Regions from separate parts of the Mus musculus genome. Here regions 1, 3, 4, 5, 6 and 7 are each linked to region 2. The links are chromatin contacts, called in public ChIA-PET, Hi-C and HiChIP or PLAC-seq maps. All regions are on one chromosome and are shown on one strand. Each heading gives the region's core, a stretch centred on a gene start, on an enhancer-like site or on the middle of the called end of the contact. The rest is flanking DNA. Distances are from core to core; before and after follow the strand shown.

The links. Hi-C and Micro-C count contacts between places; a contact is called where the count stands out from the background. ChIA-PET counts read pairs in DNA pulled down with a chosen protein or histone mark. HiChIP or PLAC-seq counts read pairs in DNA pulled down with a chosen protein or histone mark.
Region 1: an RNA polymerase II ChIA-PET map of memory CD8 T cells shows a contact between it and region 2, with 204 read pairs. The contact joins two enhancer-like sites. A contact is called at or near these places in 2 of 15 datasets of contacts at CTCF or cohesin (large pre-B cells and thymocytes), 10 of 484 Hi-C or Micro-C datasets (CD4 T cells, the HPC-7 cell line, double positive thymocytes and 5 more) and 14 of 115 datasets of contacts at active chromatin or transcription factors (CD8 T cells, the HPC-7 cell line, T-cell acute lymphoblastic leukemia and 9 more).
Region 3: a BATF HiChIP or PLAC-seq map of CD8 T cells shows a contact between it and region 2, with 6 read pairs. The contact joins two enhancer-like sites. A contact is called at or near these places in 1 of 15 datasets of contacts at CTCF or cohesin (large pre-B cells), 4 of 484 Hi-C or Micro-C datasets (the BV-2 cell line, Th1 cells, bone marrow-derived macrophages and 1 more) and 4 of 115 datasets of contacts at active chromatin or transcription factors (CD8 T cells, bone marrow-derived macrophages, large pre-B cells and 1 more).
Region 4: an RNA polymerase II ChIA-PET map of memory CD8 T cells shows a contact between it and region 2, with 7 times the contacts expected there. The contact joins two enhancer-like sites. A contact is called at or near these places in 1 of 15 datasets of contacts at CTCF or cohesin (large pre-B cells), 2 of 484 Hi-C or Micro-C datasets (embryonic fibroblasts and group 2 innate lymphoid cells) and 12 of 115 datasets of contacts at active chromatin or transcription factors (T-cell acute lymphoblastic leukemia, acute myeloid leukemia, bone marrow-derived macrophages and 9 more).
Region 5: an H3K27ac HiChIP or PLAC-seq map of acute myeloid leukemia shows a contact between it and region 2, with 2.0 times the contacts expected there. The contact joins two enhancer-like sites. A contact is called at or near these places in 5 of 15 datasets of contacts at CTCF or cohesin (embryonic stem cells, large pre-B cells, pro-B cells and 1 more), 59 of 484 Hi-C or Micro-C datasets (the AtT-20 cell line, B cells, CD4 T cells and 32 more), 7 of 115 datasets of contacts at active chromatin or transcription factors (acute myeloid leukemia, embryonic stem cells, epiblast stem cells and 1 more) and 1 of 9 other capture datasets (embryonic stem cells).
Region 6: a contact with region 2 is called in a Hi-C map of pre-B cells, with 6 times the contacts expected there. The contact joins two enhancer-like sites. A contact is called at or near these places in 4 of 15 datasets of contacts at CTCF or cohesin (CD8 T cells, embryonic stem cells, large pre-B cells and 1 more), 45 of 484 Hi-C or Micro-C datasets (B cells, CD4 T cells, CD8 T cells and 24 more) and 7 of 115 datasets of contacts at active chromatin or transcription factors (acute myeloid leukemia, bone marrow-derived macrophages, double positive thymocytes and 3 more).
Region 7: a contact with region 2 is called in an RNA polymerase II ChIA-PET map of memory CD8 T cells, with 7 read pairs. The contact joins two enhancer-like sites. A contact is called at or near these places in 5 of 15 datasets of contacts at CTCF or cohesin (embryonic stem cells, large pre-B cells, pro-B cells and 1 more), 78 of 484 Hi-C or Micro-C datasets (the AtT-20 cell line, B cells, the Ba/F3 cell line and 33 more), 8 of 115 datasets of contacts at active chromatin or transcription factors (double positive thymocytes, embryonic stem cells, large pre-B cells and 1 more) and 2 of 9 other capture datasets (adipose tissue and embryonic stem cells).

What each region holds. Positions count from the first base shown.
Region 1 is chr10:19,184,846-19,188,560 of GRCm38.p6, reverse strand. All of the region lies in intron 2 of Gm20139 (predicted gene, 20139), which reads right to left. Among named protein-coding and RNA genes, the nearest start is that of Gm20139, 45 kb to the right of the region's middle. Within about 2 kb of position 2,405, at least 168 of the 459 cell types and tissues checked have an H3K27ac peak or open chromatin away from gene starts, as enhancers often do. A contact at or near this core is called in CD8 T cells, the HPC-7 cell line, T-cell acute lymphoblastic leukemia and 9 more, where this site is marked.
Region 2 is chr10:19,690,654-19,694,198 of GRCm38.p6, reverse strand. All of the region lies in intron 1 of Gm33332 (a long non-coding RNA gene), which reads left to right. Among named protein-coding and RNA genes, the nearest start is that of Il20ra, 20 kb to the left of the region's middle. Within about 2 kb of position 2,233, at least 128 of the 459 cell types and tissues checked have an H3K27ac peak or open chromatin away from gene starts, as enhancers often do. A contact at or near this core is called in CD8 T cells, the CH12 cell line, ECoMG myeloid progenitors and 16 more, where this site is marked.
Region 3 is chr10:19,266,675-19,270,256 of GRCm38.p6, reverse strand. No RefSeq gene overlaps it. Among named protein-coding and RNA genes, the nearest start is that of Gm40607, 25 kb to the right of the region's middle. Within about 2 kb of position 1,621, at least 23 of the 459 cell types and tissues checked have an H3K27ac peak or open chromatin away from gene starts, as enhancers often do. A contact at or near this core is called in CD8 T cells and memory CD8 T cells, where this site is marked.
Region 4 is chr10:19,208,002-19,211,866 of GRCm38.p6, reverse strand. No RefSeq gene overlaps it. Among named protein-coding and RNA genes, the nearest start is that of Gm40607, 34 kb to the left of the region's middle. Within about 2 kb of position 1,901, at least 57 of the 459 cell types and tissues checked have an H3K27ac peak or open chromatin away from gene starts, as enhancers often do. A contact at or near this core is called in effector CD8 T cells, group 2 innate lymphoid cells and memory CD8 T cells, where this site is marked.
Region 5 is chr10:20,075,669-20,079,370 of GRCm38.p6, reverse strand. Map3k5 (mitogen-activated protein kinase kinase kinase 5) reads right to left here. Exons shown (of 30, transcript NM_008580.4): 12 at 2,840-2,889; 13 at 34-129. Among named protein-coding and RNA genes, the nearest start is that of Map7, 94 kb to the left of the region's middle. Within about 2 kb of position 1,985, at least 104 of the 459 cell types and tissues checked have an H3K27ac peak or open chromatin away from gene starts, as enhancers often do. A contact at or near this core is called in ECoMG myeloid progenitors, Th17 cells, acute myeloid leukemia and 1 more, where this site is marked.
Region 6 is chr10:19,289,461-19,293,219 of GRCm38.p6, reverse strand. No RefSeq gene overlaps it. Among named protein-coding and RNA genes, the nearest start is that of Gm40607, 48 kb to the right of the region's middle. Within about 2 kb of position 1,984, at least 14 of the 459 cell types and tissues checked have an H3K27ac peak or open chromatin away from gene starts, as enhancers often do. A contact at or near this core is called in the CH12 cell line, ECoMG-derived neutrophils and pre-B cells, where this site is marked.
Region 7 is chr10:20,117,502-20,121,427 of GRCm38.p6, reverse strand. Map3k5 (mitogen-activated protein kinase kinase kinase 5) reads right to left here. Exons shown (of 30, transcript NM_008580.4): 22 at 3,106-3,283; 23 at 2,845-3,013. Among named protein-coding and RNA genes, the nearest start is that of Map7, 52 kb to the left of the region's middle. Within about 2 kb of position 1,872, at least 46 of the 459 cell types and tissues checked have an H3K27ac peak or open chromatin away from gene starts, as enhancers often do. A contact at or near this core is called in CD8 T cells, double positive thymocytes, memory CD8 T cells and 1 more, where this site is marked.

The sequences.
Region 1 (3,715 bases), core at 1,156-3,655, 510 kb after region 2:
GAAAGAACAAAGAAAAATTGAGGCAGAAGAGGAGAGTAAGAGGCACAGTCTAAGCTGACATCTGCAGACCTCTCCCTCTGAAGAGCTCTGAAGCAGATACACAAGCGACGCAAATCCCAGGCAGGGCTGCTGCTGGGAAGCAGGGAGCCGGAGAGTCTCCGCTGTTCCTGACTGTGGGCAGATACACAAGCAACGCAAATCCCAGGCAGGGCTGCTGCTGGGAAGCAGGGAGCCTGAGAATCTCCGCTCTTCCTGACTGTGGACACCTGGTGGAAACCCAATGCTGCTGCTGCTGCTGCTGCTGCTGCTGCTGCTGCTGCTGCTGCTGCTGCTGCTGCTGCTGCGAGGGTGGATCAGGCTTCTCTGAAAGAGAAGGAAGAAGGCGAAGCACACAGTCCAGGCATAAAGCACAAAGCTTAGTCAGTTCCGTGTCCATGGATTCTACAAGCCACATTCCACCACCTGCACAGTGAGTTGTCCCAAGCTGATTGGAAGCAACAGGAAGAAGAGTGTGTACAAATACTAAGCCATTTTATAGCAGGAACATTAGCATCCACAGGGCTGCTGAAACAACCCCCAGGCTGGCCTCACAAGCCGGGATCTTTCTGCCTACTAAGTGTTGGTTTACAGCATGTCCCACCGCACTCCTCTAGAAACGTTAGCTGAGGAGAATTATGGTCAGAAAGGTTGAAAATGGTCGCTTCTGGCTGCATATGCAAATGAGATCAGACAGCCAGACCAGGTATCCTCCAGGAAAACTAAGAGAACTCACTGTGTTCTGTGTCTAGCATGTAAGGGTTGCCTAGCCATCTCCCAGATCCATATGGTGCCAGTTTTCTGCCAGTGCTCAGGACAAAAAATCCTGGGGTTTTTGTGTCCTGGACCACTCTTTTGCATAGCTCTCATGAATCTGTCATTAAATTTTGACGTACAGAATCTCATCATTTCTCAACCCCCTACCCCATTATAAATGCAGTGCAAGCCAACAGTGTCCCTAGCTTGACTGAATTTAGGTCTCCTATGGATCTCCTACCTTGCCTATTTGCCTATTTTCTATCTAAAAGGGCCAGCTGGAGTAACTCTTGTAAGAGCTGTGCAAAATTACAGGGTTCCTTGGTTTAAGACAGTAGTGACTCCTTGCACTTAAGACTAAAACCCAAAGTTATAGTATAGCTTAGTAGATTTGCTTGCCCAGCGTGCGTGCATGAAGCCCTGGGTGTAAGTCTTACTGCTGGAGGAGGAAGGGCAAGACAGCTTCCTCAAGAGGAGTTGCCCAACCTGTCCCTCTGTACTACCATGAACACTGTCTCAGACTACCATTCCAGACACAGCCTGGGTCCTTTGCACAAACTCCCTCTGACCCCCACATCTAGTATATTCCTATTCATGCCTACAAGATTAACTCTTCCACACACTTGGAGTCTCTGTTCAGATGCAGTTTTCCTAAGGCACACCTTGATCACCCCCCCCCCCCAAAAAAATGGTGACCTGCCCCTCCACACACCTTCCTTCCCTGCATGCTTCCACCTAACTACTTATTACCAGTTCCTACTGTTGTGGCTTTAGGGCTAAAGATTTTAATTTCATTGCTCATTTATGTATCTGAGCATCCAACAAGAAGAGTCTGTCTATCTATCTATCTATACACACACAAACACACACACACACACACACACACACACACACACACACACAAACACACAGAACCACAGAACCATGGCCATTCATTTCCCTTGAAATAAATCTCACAAGTATACATAGTTGCCTAATTAGTTAAATTGTATTTGCCACTAAGTGATTATTTTTTCCAGTGTAAACCCTTTAAACATAGAATTCTGTTAACTTTATTTAGGCATCAATTTCCTTTTGTGAATGAACTGAGCCTCTTTGATAATGGAAGTGGTGGGAATGCAATGTCCTTTTTCACTCAAAGACAAACCATCCAGACACTGGAGAACGTAGAAGCATCAGGCATCAAACACCCAGGAGCTGTTTTGTTTGGTGTAAAAGCTCCCCTCTGCACACGCTCTCAGAAAGCCCATGAAGCAATCAGAGATCTGAAGGATAAGAACAGAGTGTTCTTTGAAATCTCTCAGACGTGCAGACAGGCTCTTCTTCCCTCAAACCATCCTGAAGGGGAAGTGTGTCGGCTTGGACAGTCAGGAGCCGGTGTGGGAATTCCCCCCGTCCCTTTGGTCTCCCGTATTGAGGAGCTTCTTCCGGGTTAAAGATAGGTCATTGCCAGCCACAGTGTCTTTAACTAGATCTAGGCTGCTTGGGAAGGAGAACTTTAGAGAGCAGGTGAAATGAATCTTAGTTCTCCCCCACTCCCAAGATAGTTTTAAAACAAGTGGCATTAAAAGCTTAAACCCTGCAGTTTTACAGAATTACCAATAGATGGCAGCACACGACTCTGCTTCACCAATGAGTGACGTCACTCTTCCTTTTCACGACCACTGACAACACTCAGCTTCCTCAGCTGTTTGACGCGGGCAATTGAATCTTGGGTGGTTGTTTTGTTTTGTTTTCTCTCCACCTTTCTCTAGAATAAGCTTCTTATTGACCTCAAACCACAGTCAACAAATCAACCGTGCAACTGCGACCTGGAAGGAACGCCAGGGGAACTCAAAACAAAGTAAAACAAGCCACCTGGGCACTTTGCAGGGACATCAAAACTTCAGCAAGCTGATCGCTGGTAAACCACGCTGGAGGCCAGTGCTGTGCAGAGGGGCATGTTGAAAAGAGAAAAGAGCTAACGTTTTTGTGACTTACTTTATCAGGATTCCCAGTCTAAACCTGGAAAGGTTTAACTGGGACACCCTGGAGTGGAGGCTTCTGACCTGCCCTCGGAATTTCTCTCCAGTTCCAGGACTCCACTGCGAGTAGAAAAGTTTCAGTAGATAAGACTCCAATAGAGCAAAACTGTCTCCTCTATCCACGACACTGTATTTTAAAACAAAAAGCTCTGGCCAAGCTAGACATGGTATCATACACTTGAAATCCTGGCACTCAGGAGACTGAGGCAGGAGGATCGTGAATACTCAGTAAGGCCCTAACTCAAGATACTAAACCGAGAGAGAGAGAGAGAGAGAGAGAGAGAGAGAATATGACAAGAGATCCCAACTGATGAATAGATAAGGAGTCTTCATAATAAGGAGAAAAAAAAAAAAACCCAACCAATGAAACAAACAAACAAGCAAAACAAAACAAATAAAAACAACTGCTTTGGTGTTTTAAGATCCAGGCTGGCCTTGAAATCTCAGCACTATTTCCGTCTTAGTCTCCCAAGTGGTAGAATTACAGGAGGTGTGAGCCTCCATGAGTGACACCAGATATTTCTTAAGAGAAACCAAAACTTCTTAAACCTGGCTATTTGAGCTTCATAAACCACAGAGCACATGAAACGGAGCACAGTTTTGCTTGAGAACTCAACTCTGTAGGCCGTAGCAAGCATCATGGGATGGGGAGGGACTAGATCAGAGTACATCACAGTACACAGAGTCCTGACGGTAACATCTGCTGTGGGTTACGGTCAAAACAACTTGCTTAGCTCTGCCGTGGACGGCCTGTCTGCTTTTTGCTTCTACGTTATCTGTAGTTCAACATCAACAAGACCATAACCACCTAAAAGTGTCATTTAATGAGTAGACTGTGTAAAAGATCTGAATGGCATGAAGCAGAAACTGAGTAAAGGGTCCCATCAAAGACTGGAGAA
Region 2 (3,545 bases), core at 984-3,483:
AGTTAGAAAACCTAGGAAAGAGATCAGGAGTCATAGATGCAAGCATCACCAACAGAATACAAGAGATGGAATCAGAGATACAAGAGACACAATCAGAAATGAAAAGGGCCTCATAACAATGAAGTATATCTTAAAATAATTATCCCGTTTGCTGAATATTAACAGTTGAAAATATTAAAACATGTTCTACAAACGTCAAACAAGAGAAAGCTATAAGAAAATATAATTTTGAGTCATACATTTTTAGAGATTTAGTTTTATTTACTTCAGAATACTCATTTGTTTTTATTTTATGTGTATGGGTGTTTATTTTACCCTGTATTTATGTCCAGTCACCATGTGGCCACAGTGTCCAAAAAGGCCAGAAGAGGGCACCATATTCCCTGGGACTAGAGGTATGTGGTTCACTCCACACTGGTCTTCTGGAATATCAGGTGGTGCTCTTGACCACTGTAACCCCATAAAAATCATGTGTACAGTTGCTGTATGTACATATGTGTACCATGCGTGTGCCTGGTGCCTGAAAGTCTCATAAAAGGGTTTTGAGACCCCTGGAACTGCAGTTATGAGTGGTTGGTGTGGGCTTTTATGAGGATGCTCAGATCCTCTGCAAGAGCAGCAAACTCTCTTAATCACTGGGCCATCTTTCTAGCCTCCATTTGTCATGCTCGCAATGTATTTTAAAGCTCTAGAGAGGGCAGAGTGCTTATACTGTAAGTGTAAGCTGCCGGGGGACATGGGCAGGAAGCATCGGAGAACCTGTTCTGCAATCATCGTCTTCCTGGAATGCCTCTTTCCCGGCTTATGAGGACAGGGGCGGGCATCAGCTTCTGGGGCTAAGCATCAGCTCCAACATTCTCAGAAATGGAGTGCCTAGCACAGCAGAAATGTGACCCATCGGCCACTGGATGTCACTCTCTGCTCATACTCCCAAGTCTGGCTGTCCTTCCAGGCTTCTGCAATGTTCTCATAAGAAACACGCCAGAGGGCAGAGGTTCACCTGTGCAGGACCCCCTCAACATGGGATCGTCTGCAGTTCCAAAGTGAAATTGATTTTTGATTCTCAGCAGCGTAGACAGAGAAGAGATGAGTGGGCTCGAGTGGGCCTTTCCCATCTAGGCACTTAGGTGGTGCTCGGACAGAGCTCTAGGATCTGTCAGTCAAGAGGCGGCAGGCTCACTTACAGGGTCACAGCTAGAATCAAGGACTGCTACTCACGTTAGGTTCACATCCGACATGGCTTGCATGTAAACAGAACACCGGAATCCCTTCATCGGAAAACAGAACAGGAAGTGCAAAAATGGGGCTCAGTGACCAGTGTGAAATTGGGCCAGCTTTTTTTCTTGGGAAGAACTTTTTAACAGCAGAGGTTACCACTTGAACCAGAAGAGACCCTAGCACCAGTTCCTTGAGGGTTTCCACCTATGTGCACGGTCTGAGAGTTCCCCCTTCCTACCTACCATGGTGACACAAGCTGCTTTGACCTCTATCTATTACTTACCCCATCATCTTTGAGCCAATGTACCTACTTATCATTTAATCAAGGTTTTAACAAGTCTGGAGCAATTTGCTACAGTCCCCGTGGGGCATCTCCTCTGGAGAGGGTATTTACTCTGTTATTCAACATGACAACATTCGTTTATCGGATGCTGTTTTCTGAGTTCCATACACTGGTAGGTTGAGCAGGGACACAGTCCATGCAGTACCCGTTACTGAAGAATTGAAGTATTTCCGTGTTGAGATCTTAAGGTAGAGGGCACCGATTGCTTTGTAGATATCGTCAGTGTGTGGAGATGGACTTGACTTTCCCATGTGGAGTAGCTTGACTTACTCAGCTACTCTGTGTCCAGAGGCAGCTTCATGAGGTCTTTGTGCCTTTGAAATAAGTCCTGTGGCAGCCTCGGGGAAGCTGTGTGAAGGCTGTTCGTGAACAGCCAAAGAGTTTTGTTTTAAAGTTAACTCTCACCCTGGAGTGTCTTTCAGAGTTTGTCCTTGTGCTTAAGATATAACGCCCCCAACCCCATCGCAGTGGTGACTTGGACGATGGCCGCTTCTACGTCTCTATGAAGCAACACCTTTTTCTACTCTTAGATTTACTGCCAGTTCGAACTTCCTCTAACTGCCCGGCAGTTTCTGCATCGGGACTTCGGTAAGCGAAGCTTCCTCTGACTGTTTTGCTCTTTTGTAACGGCTCTCACTTCCTCTCTGCCACATGCACACTCAAGTGTCAGTTTGAACTCTGGTGACTTCTACGGTGAAGCCGGAGCTGTGCATTAGTCAGCTGCGCCCCAACCCCCATTCTACAGTCCTTATGACACTCATGCCCGTGACACTTCTCAGATGCCCCCAACAGCACATTCCTTTCTGTAGCAATCCCATGGCTAGGGGAGTTTGCCACTTGACCCCTATAGCATACTGCTATCAGTTCTCACACTTCTTTGAGGGGGTCTTCATTGCCAATTGGCCAGCAAATAATCTATCTATAAAATACCGCTAAGTAACTGTTAGGATCATTTTTGAAGCCAAGTGTCTTTGGTTGGGTCCCCGGAAACAATTCTGAAATGGAGACTTCTGGGCAGTGGTTTAATTAACTGGTAAATGCTCTGAGGGTCAATACCGGCAGGGATGAGGGAGTAACTGTGTCAGAGGCTGCATGCTGACTTGATGCAGAAGGTGGGGCCAATCCCACTCAGGTGCTGAGGATCTGGGGGTGGGGCACCTCCAGTTGGTCCTGCCTGAGTTGCCCCAGTTGATGCCAGAGGCTACGAAGAGGAGTGACCTGGCATTCCTCAGTCAGTGAGACCACAGCTTAGGGGCAGTTTCTTCCAGGCAAAGGCAGAGCCTTGAGGACACACCCAGAAGCAGTCAACTGGCTGTGGGAAACAAGGACATGCAGTCTGAAGTATGCTTGCTCCCTTCCCAAGTACTGTCCTTTTTTTCTGGATCTCTTCTGAAGTGTGTTGAAATCCTTAATTTATCTCTTTGCCCCATCTTTTTATTTCTAAAATAAATGTTTCTGTTAGTATTATGTTATATTAGATGTTCTATTTATCTAAAATAAATATTTCTTTTAAAAAAGATTTCCTTTTAAACAAATACTCCCAGAAGTAATAGAGTGAATATGCACTTTGGAGTGAAATAAAAACTGGATTAAAAAGAAATGTTTTTCTAGTGGTGCTGATCCACACTGTGAATTACTTTACTCTATGATTCAAGTGGTATTTCTAACCAATACACACTTTCTGGTTTAACAATAACTTTTCAAAAAACTGTAAACGAAAATCTTATCTATTTGTATGTCAATGGTAGGTTTCTGCCAATAACATTTGCTAGCAAGAATCGTTTTTTTAAAAATTTTATTTATTTTTTTGATTTGCATGTTGATTTTTCTTTTTTATTAATTAATTTATTTTTTTACACTCCATATTTTATTCCTCCCCCCATCCTCCAACTGCTCCACATCTCATACTTGCTCCCCACCCCCTGTCTCCATGTGGATGCCCCCATCCCTCACCCCACCTGAACTCTAAACTCCCTGGGGCCTC
Region 3 (3,582 bases), core at 372-2,871, 420 kb after region 2:
GAGTATAGCCTTTTGTAGAAGGATCTGATGGTGTTTTGGATTTCTTCAGGATCTGTTGTTATGTCTCCCTTTTCAGTGACAAATTAACTTTTTGAGACAGGATTCTGCTATGTAGCCCAGACCTTCTTTTCTCCTGCCTCAGTCTTTTGACTGCTGATCTTACAGGTGTGAGCTAGCATGCCAGGCTCTCTGATCTTGATTCCTAACTCATTTTGCATCTTGCTCCTGCTAGTAGATGTCTACAACCTTTAATCTTATTACGTTGTATCCTGCCTAAATGTGGAACTCCTTTCAAACGTCTTATAATGAAATACAGATTCTTATCATTGTGTATATTTATTCCCATGCTCCCCCACCCTGTTGGCATCTATATGTCACATGTTTTAATTTGTTCTTTTACAAGTTCTTTTTTCTTCAACAAATCTATCTCATGCTACTAGAACCCTGCCCTACCCCAACTCCAATGTGTACTTCAACTATGGAGCAGTGTGAGGTCCAACCTTCAAAACCAACAATGAAGAAGGGTTGTGGGAGGGATGAACGGAGGCTGAAGGGGATCTAAGGAATTGTAGACAGTTAGGACATACATTATTCATAGCACACAGCACTAAGCAGGCAGATGCCAGCAGACCAAGCACAAGTTGGCTCATATAGGTAAGCATGATTACACACAGTGACTGGCACATTGGCTCAATGAGGTAGGGACAACAAAGGCTGACAGATATGAAGGGCCCAACCTTTTTACCTCAAAGCCATGTTTATACAGAATTACACAAAAGTGACATTTTGTCAGAGATATGTCACATGACAGATTGCATTACTGTTTACTTTTAGGTTTCCTAAACAGCCAATGTCTGTCATTTTGTGCTGTCTTATGGCTCCCCCATGCCCAGTGTTAGTTGTCTTAGTCCATATTGGGTATTGATATCAGCACTATAGTCTCTGAACAGAAACTGGCTTTTATAGCCTTTTGTTTCCTATAATAGATTCTGAATGCCCCAACCTACTCCATGCAAAATTAATAGTCTTTATACAAGCTCCTGCTATACTCCACACATCTGAGCTACATTTGTTCTCTCATGTATCCCATGTACATTTGGATTATGCCCATGTCACTGTCCAAGGAGATAGGTGCACAAACCAAGAAGTTAAGTTGTGACTAGAGAGAATCAGCGCTAAGAGGGGAAAAAACAAAACAAAACAAAACAAAACAAAACAGTGATCATCATAGTCCACAAAGAGTATCATTAGTGTGAAATAATAATGAAAACATACAATTTGAACTTGAGCTTGGAGATCTTCTGCAGGATAATACTCATATTAGCCTTATGAATTACTTTCTATATAAAGCATTGCTCATTTTTACACATTAGCAGAGTGGGAGTGCTTCTCTATCTATATGCTAATATATGAATGTTCTAAAACATATTTATGAAATATTCAAAGTAAGGAAGGCCTGAGATTGGGACTGGGTAGATACCGTTTACGATCTCACGCAGTCAAGTAGAACTGGTAGAGTTAAAAGGAGACCGTTCTCAGGCACTGTGTAGAGGCTCTCTCTTAGTCAGGTTCATTGACTACAAGCAACAGATACAGATTCAGTTCACGTTAACTAGGAATGGTGCTTTAGCAAGCAAGCCCTCTAATACTGAGCCACATGATTGGGCCAGAGGAAAACAACTCATGACGTCTGTGGCTAACCAGATGATGCAAGACAAGATAAAATACACTTCTTGGAGAATAAGAAGGAATCATGATACCTATAAGAATCAGAAAAACAAAACAAAACAAAACAAAACAAAACAAAACAAAACAAAACAAAACACCCACCCTCTCCCTGTTTGTAAATATGCTAAGTCTTCCCGGAAGACCAGTTACTTCCCCTTCACCAAGCACCACCACCATCATTACTAACCACAACCTTTCTCCAAAGCGACAATCAACTCTAGCAACGCTGCAGATGCCCTCTGGGTTTGGAGTCCTCCTGAGCAGAATTTCAGGTCCTAGCCCACTTCCTGATTGTTTACAGGCACAGGGATGGGGGAGGGGACTTTCTCCTTCCTTTTCAGTAGGTGCAGGTGTGAGCCAGGGAGTTATTCATACGAATGAATGACTCATGAGTAAGATATGAATCTTCCTGTATGAATCATTATCACAAAGACCCCTCAAACAGTAAAAAAGATAAGATACCAGAAAGTCCACCATCATTATTCTGTTGTTCACTCCAAATTGATCTTATGGTACTTAGACTAGAAGTCTTACATTCAGTATTTGCTTTTAATTTTAAAATTAAAACAATTTCAATGAATTTTTTTTGATCAAACTTTAAAATCTCCTAAGAGAGCCTATCTGAATTTCCTATGGTATGATAAACCCTTAAGAGTTTTAGTGGGATTTGTCAAGTAACTAGCACGGACCTTTTTTCTCAAGGGCAGACATGAGAGTACACACCACACTGTGAACTGGCTCGTGGTAACTTTATCTTTTCCTCTCCTCTGGTGTTTTCTTATATAATAGAAGCTGGAAGCAGCGCTCAACCTTTTTTGCCTGCTTTGTTTGTAATTTCGGTCTCAGGTATGAAGCTGGTTTTGACAACTGAATCCTCTGAATACCAGAAGCGACATTTTAGGCTCTCTCTCTCTCTCTCTCTCTCTCTCTCTCTCTCTCTCTCTCTCTCTCTCTCTGTCTCTCTCTCTCTTATCTAACTTGCCCTCACAAATACCACAAAGCTATTGTTGGAAGAGCTATTTTCCAGAAGTCCTTGGGGTGGGCCCTGAATGGCATGCTCGGGTTTGCCTAATGTACAAGGCACAGGTCTTTCTTTATCCAGCCATCTTCTCAGGGCTGTGTTTATAATAAGTGGCCTTAGTAGATGGGGTGGTAATTCCTTTTGGAGCAAAGTCTCCTTTACAAACTCACTTAGTGCTTGTTTTATATGGAACTCACAACGTCACTTCTCCTGATCAGGCTTAATACAAGCATGCTATTGATAACGGTTTAACTAGGACTCCTCCATAAGTTCAGCAAACTTTCTGCAAAGGACCAGAGAATAAATATTTTAGGTTTTGAGGGACAGTGTGAACTCTGATAGACATGCAACTGTGCCATTTTACAGCCAATGCAACCATAAATGATAGCAAATGAATTAGCATATTTATGTTCCAAGTGGACTCTATTTATACACAGCAGGTGATGGGCAAAATATGACTTCTCTGGAAGACAGAAAGTCCTACATCTTGTGTAAACTCGAGTCTGTGGAGGAGACAAGCCTGATTACCAACTTCAGACTAATGAGTGATTGGTCAGAAATGTTGATAAACACAGAAATGGCTCCTTGATGGGCCACTTTGTGAATATCGGTGTGACACTGGCTAAAAGATCTCTGAAACTCACAATTAAACCCCTTAGGGATGAGAGTCAGTTATTCACCCTCAATTAAAATATCATAATTACTTTATAACAGTGTTGTTGAACCTGAACTATGCTAGACTGAAAACATTTGGTTTGTTTTTAATATACCTACTCTTGACCATGTTTCTGGGATATTCCTATCTCTCCAGGAGATTTGTACCACAATTTATA
Region 4 (3,865 bases), core at 652-3,151, 480 kb after region 2:
AATTTCTTTTCTGGTCCAATCTATTTGGAAGTTTATAGGCTTCTTACATGTTTATGTGCATCTTTTTCTTTAGGTTTTAAGCAAGTTTTCTTCTATAATTTTGTTAAAGATATTTACTGGCCCTTTAATTTGGGAATCTTCACTCTCTTCTATACCTACTATCCTTAGGTTTTGTGTTCTCATTGTGTCCTGGATTTCCTGGATGTTTTGGTTTAGGAGTTTTTTGCATTTTGCATTTTCTTTGTCTGTTTTGTCAATGTTTTTTATTGTATCTTCTGCACCTGAGATTCTTTCTTCTATCTCTTGTGTTCTGTTGGTGACGCTTGCATCTATGACTCCTGGTCTCTTTTCCAGATTTTCTATCTCCAGGGTTGTTTCCCCTTGTGATTTCATTATTGTTTCAATTTCCATTTTTAAATCCTGGATGGTTTTGTTCAATTCCTTCACCGGTTTGGTTATGTTTTCCTATAACTCTGTAAGGGATTTTTGAGTTTCTTCTTTAAGAGCTTCTACCTATTTACCTGTGTTTGACTGTATTTCTTTAAGAGAGTTCTTTATGTCCTTCTTAAATTTCCCTATTGTCATCATGAAATGTGATTTTAAATCAGAGTCTTGCTTTTCTGGTATGTTGGGGTATCCAGGGCTCACTGTGCTGGGAGAACTGGGTTCTGATGATGCCAAGTAGCCTTGGTTTCTATTGCTTATGTTCTTGCCCTTACCCCTCAACATCTGGTTATCTCTGATGTTAGCTGGTTTTGCTGTCTTTGACTGTGGCTTGTCCCTCCTGAAAGCCCATGTGTCAGTACTCCTGGGAGACCAGTTCTCTCTGGGAGGAATTTAGGTATGGAGAGCTGTGGCACAGGGTCAGCTCTGAGATGCAGATAGAAACTGTCTCTGCCTGTTCCTTGGTTCCTGTGTCCTGATGGCTCTGGGTGGGTCCCTCTTGGGTCAAGAATTTGAGCAAAAGGGGTGGTTTTACCTGTGCTCACAGATGTTTGGGCACTCCTGGGAGACCAGCTTTCTCCTGGCATTATTTGGATATGGAGAGCTGTGGCACAGTATCAGCTCCTGCTGCAGACTGAAACTGAAAGGATCCTGTCCCAGGCTGTCCAGCATATACTCTTAACCACTGAGTATCTCTCCAGCTTCACGTATAAAACTTTCAAAAGAAGGTGTATGTAATACATAGGAAAGATGGTCTTACAGGAACATTTAGGTGTTACAGCCATACTGGTTTCTAATAATGCTGTGGGATAGACTCAGGTCATCATGCAGGGCAAGTGTAATCAGCCTGTACTTTGGGGCCTCCAGAGAAGAGGCATGTAAGGAGCTCTTACAAAGGCTCTAAATCTATCTCTGTACAAAACGCTGTCTACGATGGAGTAACTTGCACGTGTACACTCACATGTCTCTTGGCAATAGGAGAGCCTTCGGAGAAATTTGCAGTTAAGTTTGCTGTCTTGCCATGGTGCAAATGCACATCTGAACTCACACAGACCTAAGTGGTAAAGGCCTAAGTACCACACGCCTGTATGTACAGACCCATCACTCACTCAGTTTCAGACTGTAAATGATTCTGAAGTCATTAAGAACTACCCAGAGCTTGCAGCAAACACATTATCATAGTTCCATCTAGCCTTTTCAGTGAACATTACAAACAAGCCTTTCGCTCTTGATCATCATAGTGGCTAGAGGAAAAGGGCTTCACTATTTGTAATCTACACAGGTCACTGATACTATCTCCATAGCTGATAGTTTCTTCTGGGATGTTGCTGCTGTCACTGCCTTCATGAAGCAGATTTTTAAATAGCTGTTATCATTTTGCTCCTGTTCTTGGAGGGTCACAGCTGAAGTAGACCATGACACGCCCACCTGATGAGCAATGCAAACCACTGATTTTTACTTTCAGTTTTGTTTTCAGTTCACTCCATGGGTCTCTTACTGGCAATGTTAGCAGCCAGTTTCTGTGTCATGATGAAGAAACTAATGTGAGACCAAATTAGACACATGTGAAAATAATGTCCTCAAGCTATGTGGTGACACCACAAACCCGAAGCTGCTGCCTGCCACTGTCATGAGTGTGGTCTGTCTCTGACAGAAATGACATTATGTGATGTACAGTTGTTCTCAGTACTCCATTTCATAAATATGTGCAAGTGCTGTGAATAAAGCTATAGTATAATTCATCTAAAACCTTTATGGATGTTGTGGCACTTCCAAATATTGTGAACTTGTCTATTAATACGTATTGACAATTTAGGTGGCACAGAAAAGGTCGGTGTGCTGAAGTAAATGGGAGTCTCTGAAGGGAACTGAAGAGAGGAGAAATGCTCTGACCCACTGGCTCAAGCTATGGAGGCTTGCTTCCTGGCTGATGGTCTCTAGAGGTGACACCTGAATCTTGAAAATACTTCATGAGGTCTGGGTTTGAGATTCCAGAAGTGTGTCCCGGAAATACGTCATGAAGACTAGGTTCTGAAAGACTGTTCTCTTCGTTGCTTCTAGCCCCATTCCCTTTGCTTCTTGTCCCACAGTGGTGTGAGGACCCTCTGTTACTCATTCCCACCACACTGTTCTACACTGTCTCTGAAGGACTGAAACCATATGAAGGGAGTCAAAATACAAATTTCCTCCCTTGTTGCTTTTCTCAAGAATTTTTTTTTCACAACAAGGAAAGAGCAACTTATGAAGACAGAGGAAAACATTGCTGCTGTTTTGTTTTGTTTTGTTTTTCAGAAAACAAGCACCTGTGTTTGATATCCCTTAGATGGTGTCTGTTGAGAATTAGTGAGTGTTACTGTTAAAAAAGAGGAGTCTATCTTGCAGCCTGACTGGAACCTGAGCTGACCCATCCCTGAGTGTCAGCCTTCTTAATTACATGCTTGAAATAAAAAGTTAATACCACTGAGGTAGATAATTCTAAACTAACTTTAGAAACATTCTATGTTTAATAGCTGGTTACATTTACTAGAAACAACACACAATTAATAATGTAATTACAGGTCACCTCACTAAAGCAATATATTTTATGAGGAAGTCTTTTCGGTTTGTTAGAGTAAATTGTATGCGTTAAGCAAATTTCAAAGAATTAATATATCAGGATTATATATTATAAGCAATAAAATTATGTTTTAAAATATCAGGTGAAAAGAGTCAATGGATTTCATATATACAGATAAAAACCAGCTTAAAAATACTTTTAAAAACTTTCATTTACAATGGAATTAAGAGATTAAATACTTGAGAATAAAAATAAGAAAACAAGGGGATGGAGAGAGAGCTCAACAGTGACAGCATGGGCTGTTCTTTCAGAGGCCCTAAGTGTCTTCCTGGCCCCCACGCTGACGGGCTCAGCTGTCTGTACCCCAGTTCCAAGGGATCTAGTGACTTAAGTCTGAAGATTTAGTGAAATTCCAATAAAACAAGTCCCTGCTCACTTCAAATGCTTCAACTCGATAAATGAACACTATTGTTCGCATGGAAAACTACACATGCTAGGAAAACACTGAGAAAGAAGAGACGTGAGGTGGAGTGTGGTGGAGATCGCAGCCCAGCCCTGACCTTCAACCACAGCACAGCCTTTGTCTTGAACACAAAGCGTCATCAGCACATGAACAGAAGGAATGCAAAGCTCACGGATAGAACGTCTAGAGCGTGGTGGGGGGTGGGGTGGGGCGGGGCGTGTTTATCCTGAGTCTTTTAGGTACAGATGGAGCTTGTTCTCTGATTAAGAAACAGTTTCCTTTATTTTCATCTTTTAATAAATGATACTTAATCTTATCAAACTGTAGTAAGTGGCATTATTTCTTTTTGGTGCAAGATTTTTGATGAAAGACTTTAATGTGGGTTTTTTGATTTTTTATGT
Region 5 (3,702 bases), core at 736-3,235, 390 kb before region 2:
CAGCCCGTCTCACACCCAGTGACAAGCGCGTACCTTTTACAGTGAAGTTCTGTGCAGAAGTAGATTTGGAAGTCATCAGAATTGTGAAGCACATAAAGGAAACAGCATCGTTCTTCAAACTTAGAGATGCTGAAACAAACCAAAAACCCACATTATTCAAACAAACATAGAGGTTTCCACATACCTCTAATGAAAAATAAGTGCTTTCTATATCAAACCCTGCTACGGACAGCATCACTGCCATTTACAAATAGCACTTTCAAGAGCGATATTCCCCAGACAATAATACAAACATTAGGTAGTAGTCCTACTCATCTTTGCAGGGCAGGGCGGCTCTGCTGTGTGGAACATATACATGAGCCACACGTTGGGTTTGGTATGGAGATGAGTCCTATCTGCACTGACCCACACTGTGCAGGATGCATACACACCAACTAGCTGGCTGGTTTCAGTGATTCTCGGCCTATGGGAGAAGCTGGGAGAAGCTTCCAGAGCTAGGGAGACAGTTCATACAGGGAGTAAAGGCACTGCACTAGCCGTAGAGATTTTTTTTTAAAGATTTATTTATTTTATTTTATTATATATGAGTATACTATAGCTGTCTTCAGATGCACCAGAAGAGGGTGTCAGATCTCATTATGGGTGGTTGTGAGCCACCATGTGGTTGCTGGGATTTGAACTCAGGACCTTCGGAAGAACAGTCGGTGCTCTTAACCACTGAGCCATCTCTCCAGCCCAGCCATAGAGATTTTAAAGGAGCAAAGCAATGTGGACCAGCTTGAACTGGACACAACAAGTGCTTTACTGCAGAACAACATGAAGACTTTGGAGTTTGGTAAGCTAGGTGGTTTATGCCAAAAGTTGGCTAATGTTTTCTGTAATGGGCCTGATAGTTAAATATTTTAGGTTTTACAGGCCAAACCATTCAGTTCTGCTATTGGAGCATGGAAGCCTTAGCTACAAATGAGATCATGGCTGTTGTCTAACAAAACTTTATTGATAAAACAAGCAAAGGTCCCTATTTGGCCCATGAACGTAACTTATCAAGCCTTATTCAGTCACCTTTGGTTTTCTTCATTTGGGGACACGCAGCTTCATTTGGTTTTTGAGAAATGGCCTTCCTGTGTGCCTTAGGGTGAGCCCACACTCACTACAAAGCACAGGCTGACCCTGAACTCAGGTTTTTCTTGATCCGGCCTCCCGAGTACAAGGATTACAGGTGTGTGTCACCATGGCTAGACTTTATTATTTTCCAAGATTTAAAAAAAGACTGTCATCATCATCTCAGGCCAGGTGAGCCCTCCCCTACCCTAGCTACCCTATCTCTACTCCAGGAAGAAAGGCTTTGTGCTCTCGGCTCTAAATGCATTTCTAGTAAGCCATTGCTCACCTCACACCACACCATCACTGGTTGTTCCCCTTCCCATCTGACTGCAAATTATTCAAGAGGACTTGCTAGCTTCGCCACCTATAAATCTCTAGCAGAATAGGACTCAATATGGTACACAGGTGGTGCTCAATAAATGCCACTGACTTGAGCTGGGTACATGGGTGATGCCAGGCAAACTGTAGAGCTGGTTGGGTTGTTCCTCGGTTTGTCACTCTTTCTTTATAGAGGAGGAAGCCAGGTAAAGGTGACAGTCTTTGAAGTTACAAAGCAGAACCAGCAATCACCAGATGGCAGGAGGTATGCTATGTACACGCCGTGAGTCACGAGAACGGTAAGGATGGGCTGCCAGGCCTAATTAACAAGGGCTAATTCATTGTAAAACAGCTCTGTTGAGGTGGAATGGAAATGCAGAGCAACTATAGTGGAAGGACTGTTGAAGAAGGCAGCAGTAAGTCAGGAGCACCTTGCTGACGAGTGCTTTAGCAGTTGAATATTAAGCTTTTAGAGCTTTGAGAAGGTATTGATTGGAAAGACATGAGTCAGCCGCTTCATCTCGCTTGCTTCTATTCAATCACTCATGAGGTAACAGGTAGCTCTACCGGGGAAACTAAAATTATCTGTGACTCACTACTCTACCAGTTCATGCTCTAACAAAACCAACTACAGTCCTTGCAAAAGCAACAGGATATTGCACAACCCGCCTGCAGAAGTCTGTTTGTTGTCTCCCATTTCCATGGGGGTGGTGGGGGGGGGGTGGTGGTGGTGGTGGGGACAAACAGTAGTAAACAGAATTTGGTCTGAATGTTGAATGAGTCTAGAGACCCGGACTTCTAGACAACAAAGTTTCAAACACTTAACTGCTGACATTGGATTCTGACCCATAACCTTATTTCTAATCCCCAGGAGAGAGCACTTTTTTTTTCTTTTTCTGAGTCATTGGCATTATGACAAAGTTTTAGAACTGAACTGGCTTGTCACTGTGACCTCACAAACATAATTGCATCAACAGTAACCTTGGGGGAAAATTTAATGAATTTCCTATTTGTATGTCATCATTAATTCGAGTTCAGGGTGTAGCCTGGTTGATGTCCTGCAGAGCTTGGATCCACAGATCCTGGTAACACAAAGGTCAGGAAGCCATCTTACAGCCTTAACTAAAAGCTCAGCCAGCGGGAGAAGACCTCTACACGGCTCCCTTGTAGCCACATGCTGACTCCAGGCCACAGTTCACATTTACCCCGGAGTCACAAGCATGGGGTCAGCTCAAGGATCTATGATGGTGAGGCACCGTTCGCAGCAGGGAGAGAGGCTGAAGGCTGAGTCTTTATAACAAAGAACGGTTCTTGAAATGTTTTTCAAATTTAAATTATGATTTAATTTAATAAAATATGCTATGAATATCTCAGGAGCGTGTCTTCTAAGTACACCAAATGGCCCAGGGAGCCTTACCTCACTCCCCTGACAGAGGAAGCACCGAAGTTCCACTCGTGTATACCTTTCTGAAACACAGGAGAAGATGAGGAACAATGAATGGAAAAAAATCATAAAATCATTTAATATTATTATTTTTTAAAAACAAAGTTGTTTTCCTGATGTATATCTCCTCACGAGGCGATTATCTGACTGAGCCCACGAGGGTGATGTTTATTTAATAACACCTGTACTTCCAGACAACAGCTTTCAAAAACCCTGCAAGAATTACTGTCATGAAATTTAAACTTTAATTTTAGTTGTAACTGCTGTGCTTTAATTTTAAGTAAACACCAGAACGAAACAAAGCAACAACCCGGTGATCAGGGTAGCTGAGAGGCTACGGTAGCTCAGTGGCTCCAGCAAATAAGCTCATGTTCCTTTGGGCCAGCTGCCTGCTACCTTCCTTGCACTTGTGTGTTTGAGTTCACATGTATAGGGTTTGGAAGCACATGCGTGCAAATGCATGTGGCGGCCTCGGGACAACCTCGCCTGTCCCTCCTGATTTCTCCAGTGTGGTGCAGCTTTGCTCTTAGGCCCCACGGGCAGCTGTTTCCATGTCCCCAGGTTTGGGAGTGTGGGTGCACACTCCACTCCTGGGCTTTTAAAGTGCTGGTTCTGAGAATGGAACTCAGTCTCCACGCTTCTATGAAGCACATTACTGACCAAGTCATCTCCCCAGACTTAGCATATCTTTTCTGAGAGAGAAAATCAATCTGTATAGCCCAGGCTGGCCATGGACTTGCCATTGTTCGGTCTCAGCTTCTTGAGTGCTAGGATTCCAGAAGTACACCCCACAGCCAGCTTGGAACTAACTTTAGGTAGAAATTTCAACAAAACCT
Region 6 (3,759 bases), core at 735-3,234, 400 kb after region 2:
ACTGTGAGATCAGAGAACCAGAGGTTTTTGGTAGGATCAGAGAGCATTTCTCAAGTGCCCACAGTGACAAACAATAACCATCCCAGATGTTTGTGAAAAGATGATTTAGTCACAGTGGAAGAGAGGCCTCCCCCAGTGTCTCTTTCTTGGTACCCTGAAGTCCTTTTGGAGAGACTGCAGCATCTCCTTTAGTGGAAGCCACCACTTATTTAGAGTCCAGACAAATTACTTTTGGCCAAGCCATATGGCTTTCTCAAGAACCTAACTTGAAATGTGAATTTGAATGGGGTTGCAAAGACTTTTGGGTATCCTATTCATGAGTGTGTCTATAGACTCAAGGGTCTTGGAGTCAGTTCTACTAGGTCTCAATTTTTTTTTTCTATTTGAAAGGACAGTAAGGCTATATTATTAAGAAATGGAGAGAGAAGTAATTGCTTAAGGTGTACAGTCAAAACAAAACTCCATGTAATCATTGATCAGAGTTCAATGTTCAGTGTATGAAGAGAATCCGGTCTATCCCGTGTTATGCAAACATGTAACACCCCAATACTGTCTGTGGGAAAATGCATTTACTCCTCTAACTGAAAGGCTGGCCGCTGATGAAAACAGCAAACACTTGCTAAGTGGCAAGCAGGATTGAAGTTAAAGAGACAAAACATCTCCAAAGTTAACTGAAGTCTTAATCATTTCAGACATCTTTTTCTGTCCTAAGTCTCTTAATCAGTTCTTATCCATGTTTTCAAGACTGATCAGAGCTTTGAACTTTTAAAATGATGCCCATTTTCCCCTAATTTAAGTGTTCTCAACACTCTCCTTGCTCCTTGGGTGTAACAGGATCATTAGAAGCAGTTGCTAAGTCCTTAATTCCATGGAACTATTACTTCCTGTTAGTGTATTTTTGGAAACAGCTGTTAGGCAGCTAATTGTCTAGAAAGCTGATAGCTATTTTAAAGGGAATATTTAAACACCAGATTTTCTTTTTAACTAATAAATATAATGTAACTTTATAATATTCGGTTAAAATTTGTACAAAGTTGTCAAATAGCATACCTTTAGAATCAATTCTTCTACTATGGTGTTTCACAATAACAACTCCCAAAATGCATTTTATAGTTTTAATGTAGGCAGAACTGTCTCTTTACATAATGGTACGAATAGGTTAAAATGACCCTAATCATCTTTCTCCAGGGAAACAGCCTAGAGGCTTGCACTGGGTGCTTCTCTGTGTAGTATGGCATGTCCCAGCCACCACTAATTTTCAGCTAAGTTCTACTCTTCCCTAAAGTGGAAGTTGGGAAAACATGCATTTTGCAAGGGACTCAGGCCCACTCCTGAATATCACCATATTCAGATTTTTAAAAAATGCAAAAAGCAAAACAAAAAACCCAACATAGAACAACCTCTCTGGCTTGTTGACTTACTTTTACCCCATCACTTAGTTCCACAATAAACCATCGTTTAATTGATAGTTTCATATCTACTTTGGAAGTTAATAAAAACCACTTCCTATTTTCTTGTGTGAGAGGGTGGGTTAGACACTGTCTCTGTGTGATGCAATGAAGAAGAGGAGTGCAGGTGACACAGAACAGACTCCGCAGAGACAGAAAAAGAGGGAAAGCTTCTTAACTCACAAACAGCGCGGGTAGGATAGCTGAAGGTGGAGAAATAGAACATAACAATGAAACAAAGAGACCAAACGCAGCAGCTCCAGCCAAACTCTCCCCAGCACTGGAAAGGAAAATAGAAGGCTTACTCAAAAGGCAAGCCAGGCCTGCGGGTGGTGAGAGCTGGTCATGTACACAGGACCAGCACACAGCTCTAACAAGCCTCTAACCCAGTTGTGAGTTTGGTAAGACAATGAAGTCAGCACCTGTGGATAAATAAAAAAAAAGAAAAAGAAAAAAAAAGTATTTTAATAGGAGCCTAAGAAAGAAGGGGCAAGGTGGAACAAGGAACACTTAGTCAATCTGACGCTGCCTCAGGGGACAGAAGCCGCAAGTAGGAAGTGGAGAAACTGAGAATGCCAGATGCTGATGTGCTGTCATAGTCAGGGTTTCTATTCCTGCACAAACAGCATGACCAAGAAGCAAGATGGGGAGGAAAGGGTTTATTCGGCTTACACTTCCATACTGCTGTTCATCACCAAGGAAGTCAGGACTGGAACTCAAGCAGGTGAGGAAGCAGGAGCTGATGCAGAGGCCATGGAGGGATGTTCCTTACTGGCTTGCTTCTCCTGGCTTGCTCAGCCTACTCTCTTATAGAACCAAGACTACCAGCCCAGAGATGGTCCCACCCACAAGGGGCCTTTCCCCCTTGCTCACTAATTGAGAAAATGCCTTACAGTTGGATCTCATGGAGGCATCTCTCCAACTGAAGCTCCTTTCTCTGTGATAACTCCAGCTGTGTCAAGTTGACACAAAACTAGCCAGTACAATTGACCCCTTGTCAACTTGACACACAAATACATCACTAGTAAGCCTCAACCCTTAGTTCTTATTCATCCCCAAGATCTTAAATAACTTTAAAAGTACCACAGTCTTTACTTATTAAAAGCTCAATGCTTTTAGAATATCCATTATCTTTTAAAATCCAAAGTCTTTTTACAATTAAAAGTCTCTCAACTGCAGGCTCCACTCAAATACTTCCTTCAAGAGGGAAAAACATCAGGGCACAGTCACAATCAAAAGTGAAATCAAACTCAAACTGTCCAATGTCTGGGATCCACTCACGATCTTCTGGACTCCTCCAAGGGCTTGGGTCACTTCTCCAGCCCTGTCCTTTGTAGCACACACCTTGTCTTCTAGGCTCCAGCTGCCTGTACTCCACTGCTTCTGCTGTTCTTGGTGGTCATCTCATGATACTTGAATCTCCTAACCACTGCATGACCCCTTCAGTCCTGGGCCATCAATTGCAACTGAGGCTGCACCTTCACCAATGGCCTTCCATGGCCTCTCACAGTGCCGAGCCTGAGCTGCTCTGCATGACCCCTTCATGCCTTCAAAACCAGTACCACCTGGGTGACTCTTACACATTACCAAGTCCTGCTGCAGCATGAGGTACGACTTTGGCTAACTCTGGAACACAGCCTCTTTGTGCTTTCAGAAAACACTTCCCAGAAGATGTCACCTCAATGATGCTGGTCTCTTCTTAATCACCGCTAATTTCTTAGCTCCAGCTAACCAGCATCAATAGTCCCAGTAATGCAAAGGTTTCACTTTAGTAGTTCTGGTATCTTGTTAATCACAGCTGATTCTTCAGCCCCAGCTAACCAGAACCACAGAATCTTCACAATCAAACTAGCAATGGCCCTGAAAAAAGTCTTTAATTTTCCCTCTGAAATTTCACAAGCCAGGCCTCCATTTTCTGCACTGTTCTCAACGTTATCTTCCAAGCTCCTACACAACATCTGACAGAGTTCTTAACACTGAATGGATCTTCTGGCCCAAAGTCCTTCCACAGTCCTTCCCAAAACATGGTCAAGTTGTCACAGGAATACCCCACTATGCTGGTACCAATTTATCTTAGTCAGGGTTTCTATTCCTGCACAAACATCGTGACTAAGAAGCAAGTTGGGGAGGAAAGGGTTTATTTGGCTTACACTTCCATACTGCTGTTCATCACCAAGGAAGTCAGGACTGGAATTCAAGCAGGTCAGGAAGCAGAAGCTGAGCAGAGGCCATGGAGAGATGTTCTTTACTGGCTTGTTTCCCTGGCTTGCTTAGCCTGCTCTCTTATAAAACCAAGACTACCAGCCCAGAG
Region 7 (3,926 bases), core at 623-3,122, 430 kb before region 2:
TGGCTTTGGAAGCTACACAAGCCCTCTACGTATTGCTTTCTTCATCTGGAAAAGATGGCTGCTAATAGTAGTACCCTTTAGTCCTGCCATCCTGAGGACTGAATGAGTACACACACAGATAATGGCCTGAGGGACTATGTGCGGTGGTTACAATGTATCTAATAGCTAACAGTTCTCCCCCTCCTCCTCTTCTTCCTCTTCTCCTCTTCCTCCTCCTTTTCTCCTCCTCCTCTTCCTTCTTCTCCTCTTTCTTATCCTTCTTCTGCTCCTCCTGGTCCTCCTCCTCCTCCTCTTCTGCTACAATGTCAACTTTGGTGAGATACAGAGTTATAGTTTATTCACTGATGTAACCCCTGCATGTGGAACAGACCTGGTGTGATGGTTTATATATGCTCAGCCCAGGGAGTGGCACTACTAAAAGGTATGGCCCTGTTAGAATAGGTGCGGCCTTGTTGGAGTAGGTGTGTCACTGTGGGTATGGGCTATAAAACCCTCACCCTAGCTGCCTGGAAGCAGTCTCCTCATAGCAGCCTTCAGATGAAGACACAGAACTCTCAGCTTCTCTGTACCATGCCTGACTGAACTCTGTCATGCTCCCTCCTTGATGATAATGGACTGAGTCTCTGAACCTGTAAGCCAGCCCCAACTAGATGTTGTCCTTTGTAAGACTTGCACTGGTCATGGTGTCTGTTCGCAGCAGTAAAACCCTAACTCGGACACCTGGCATTCAGCAGATGGACAGTGTTTGCTGAATGACTGCATGAACTGCAAGTCATGCATCCGTTCCCTCCATCCAACCTTGGTTCCCCGTATCTCAATCTGTCCTATTCTCTGTTCCTGAACGATCCGCACGGGCACACCTAGCCTCTCTGGCAACTACCCCTTACCTCAAGGCCTGCCTGCCTTCTCAGGCCACAACACCTGTTTCCTGGGCCTCACGGTCACCGTGGTCCCTATCTGAGACAGCTTTCTATTAGGACCACAGTCGGCCTCCTTCAGAAAGTACTGACGGCATTCTCTTAAGCTCTCCCTGCAGCCAGAGCCTTTACTGGCACACACATTACTCTTCTTTTAGATCCAAAAGGTGGGTACTAGGGAATTCTTATGGTGACAGAATGTTCAGGCTCAGGGAACAGCACAGAAACCTAGTGTGGCTGACAAGATGCCGCTGGAGCTGAACAGTAAGTGCCAAGAAAGAGAACTTGGCTCCCCATCTGTCCTGATGGAAGACAAGGTCAGGCCAAGAGAGAAACAGAGCTGTGTGCAGTCCGCACTGCCACAGCCACCAGCAGTTCACAGTGACTGTGGGGCACTGATGCCCGCAGTATTCACAGGACTAATAGAGGATGACAGATGCCATGCTGGGGACTTGCTATGTCGATGGGAGCGAAGCACACATTTGTAAGAGCTCCGAGCTGTGGCCTACCTGCTGGAACCGAGGGAATCTTATTATGTCAGGCGTAAATAAGGACGGGGTCTAATCCACCTGGACTGGGGTGCTCGTGCACAGAGAGCAGGGCATCTTGGGATACTGGGGGGAGATGGTCATTCATTCCCAGAAGACAGTAAATATGCTGGCCTTGCACTGTGAGCCTCCAGAACTTCAAGGAAACAAATTTCTGCTGAGTGAGACATCTGGTTTGTGGCATTTTGCCCTGGCAAGCTAACGTACCACGCAAAATAGTTTCTTTGGCAAGGTGTTTGGTTGGTTGGTTTGGCTGTTCTTCGTCTAGTAATTCTAACATACTACACAGTTGCTCACAGCTGCCCCCCACTTCCTGTGTGAATTTGGTGACCTCATAAGCTAGGGTGCCACCTGCTAATGTTTCCAGTGATCAGAGGAACAGCTGATAGGCAGACTTGCGCTTATGCCAAAACAGCAATTCTTGTGGCTTAACCTTTGTTTACCAACCCAGTGAATGAGCAGCAGAACTGTGTAGGCTGCTGCGTGTGCCATCCAGGTATGTACGGACACTAATCAAGTCCCACACACTAACTTGTCAATAAAGCAGCACACCTGTGATCGCTGCTGTGGTCTACTAGAGCCAAGACTCTACTATCTCAAGGGGGACTGCAAACCCCTTAATTCCATCAGCTCTTCTCTTAAAAATACAAGAATAGGAAGGAAGGGAGGAGTGAAGAAGGAAGAAGAGTGGAAGAAGGGAGCACGGAGAAAGGGATGAAGGACAGATGGACGAATGGACAGAGGAAGGAAGGGAGAAGGAGGGGGTAGGGATGGAGAGCAACCAGCAAGAAAAAGAGTGAACCATATTGCTTTCAGTGTACAACAATTTGTATTGTTTCCTCATGGGAGGGCTATAATAATAATAACAATAATTATTATTATTATTTTGCAAAATAAGGTCTCCTTATGTAGCCCAGGGTGGCCTAGAACGAACCATCTCCCTGCCTCAGCCTCGCAGGTGCTAAGACACTCAGCATATAGTAGGTTTGTCTCCTAAGTATTACAGCCTTCTCACACTTCCAGAGCTCCTGAACAACTCTAGGCTGTAAGCACACAAGTAAAAATCTGTAGCGTTTGGCTGGGTGTGGTGTGGTGCACCTGTAGCCTCACCTAATCAGGAAGTAGAGTAGGGGGGGCAGGGGGTAGGGAAGCACACGCCTTTAATCCCAGCACTAGGGAGGCAGAGGTAGGCCAGTCTCCAAGTTCAAGGCCAGCCTGGTCTACAGAGAGAGTTCCAGGACAGTTGGGGTTACACAAAGAAACCCTGTCTTGAAAACAAACAAACAACACCAAAAAGATTAAATAAAGTTTACAAAACAACACAACAACAACACCATCCTATGTAAATCTTCAGGAAGGGGGTGTCCAGGAAGCTTTACCTGGGCCAGAGATTCCATTAGGTTCCTTACAACCTTGTCCTGGTCTTCGGTCAGGATTCTGTGAAGGGTAGCTCGCCTCTCACTATCCTTTCTCAGCATAAAAAAGCCCGAGTCTTTCTCTTCAGGAGATGGGGGCGCACTGTGATCTTCAAAATTTTCATCTGGAATGCTGTAATAATGGGTACAACGTAAGTCAGGGTCTCCTTACAGAGTGACAGTCCACAGGGTATGCCTTTGGGCACAAGCAAGCCAGCTCTTTACCCCAGGAACAATGTCCGTATCCCTTTCCCGTCCTTTTCTCCACAGGACTTAGCTCTGGCTTTGAAGGAGAAGGGGTCCGCCTTCAGCTCTGTATCAGGAGAAACAGAGCCATACTCGCTACTGCTGCTGGTGTCTTCTACCAGGACAGGGACCGGCAGGGAGATGCTTCTAAGATACTCTGTGATAGGAGGAGGAGGAGGAGGAAGAAGGGGAGGAGGAGGGAGGGAGGGAGGGAGGGAGGGAGGCAGGGAGAGAGAGGGAGAGAGAGGGAGAGAGAGAGAGAGAGAGAGAGAGAGAGAGAGAGAGAGAGAGAGAGAGAGAGAGAGAGAGATATTACACTTACTGGCATGTCTGTAAAAGAGATCAGTACCCTTTGCCATGCCCATGACTGGATAAGAAGCTGATCATGTGATCGCTGACCCTGCTTCATTCAAAATACCGTAGGTAGGTGGGCAAGGGTCTCTTGGACCCTGAAAGGAACATCCCCCAGGCTGCAGGCTCAGCAGGTCCTGGTTCCCATTTTAACTGATGACTTAAATTGACATCTGCAGGGCTCATTTCCCACACGTAGAAACAGAATGAGATGCACAATTTAAAACGTTAAAGCTACGTCCTCACAGGCGTGAAGGAGGTCTGTGGCCGCCTTGGAAACAGGAAGGAATGGGATGCTGTGGTTCTGAGCAACATGTGCTAACCCTGCTTCACCTAAGACAAACATGCTGACTGCCACAGGTCATGGCAGGAGGAGGCACACAAAAAAGCATTCTTTGCTAAAAAAAAGTTTCTGAAACCAAGAGACCTCTAAGGCCCTCCCTCCCTAG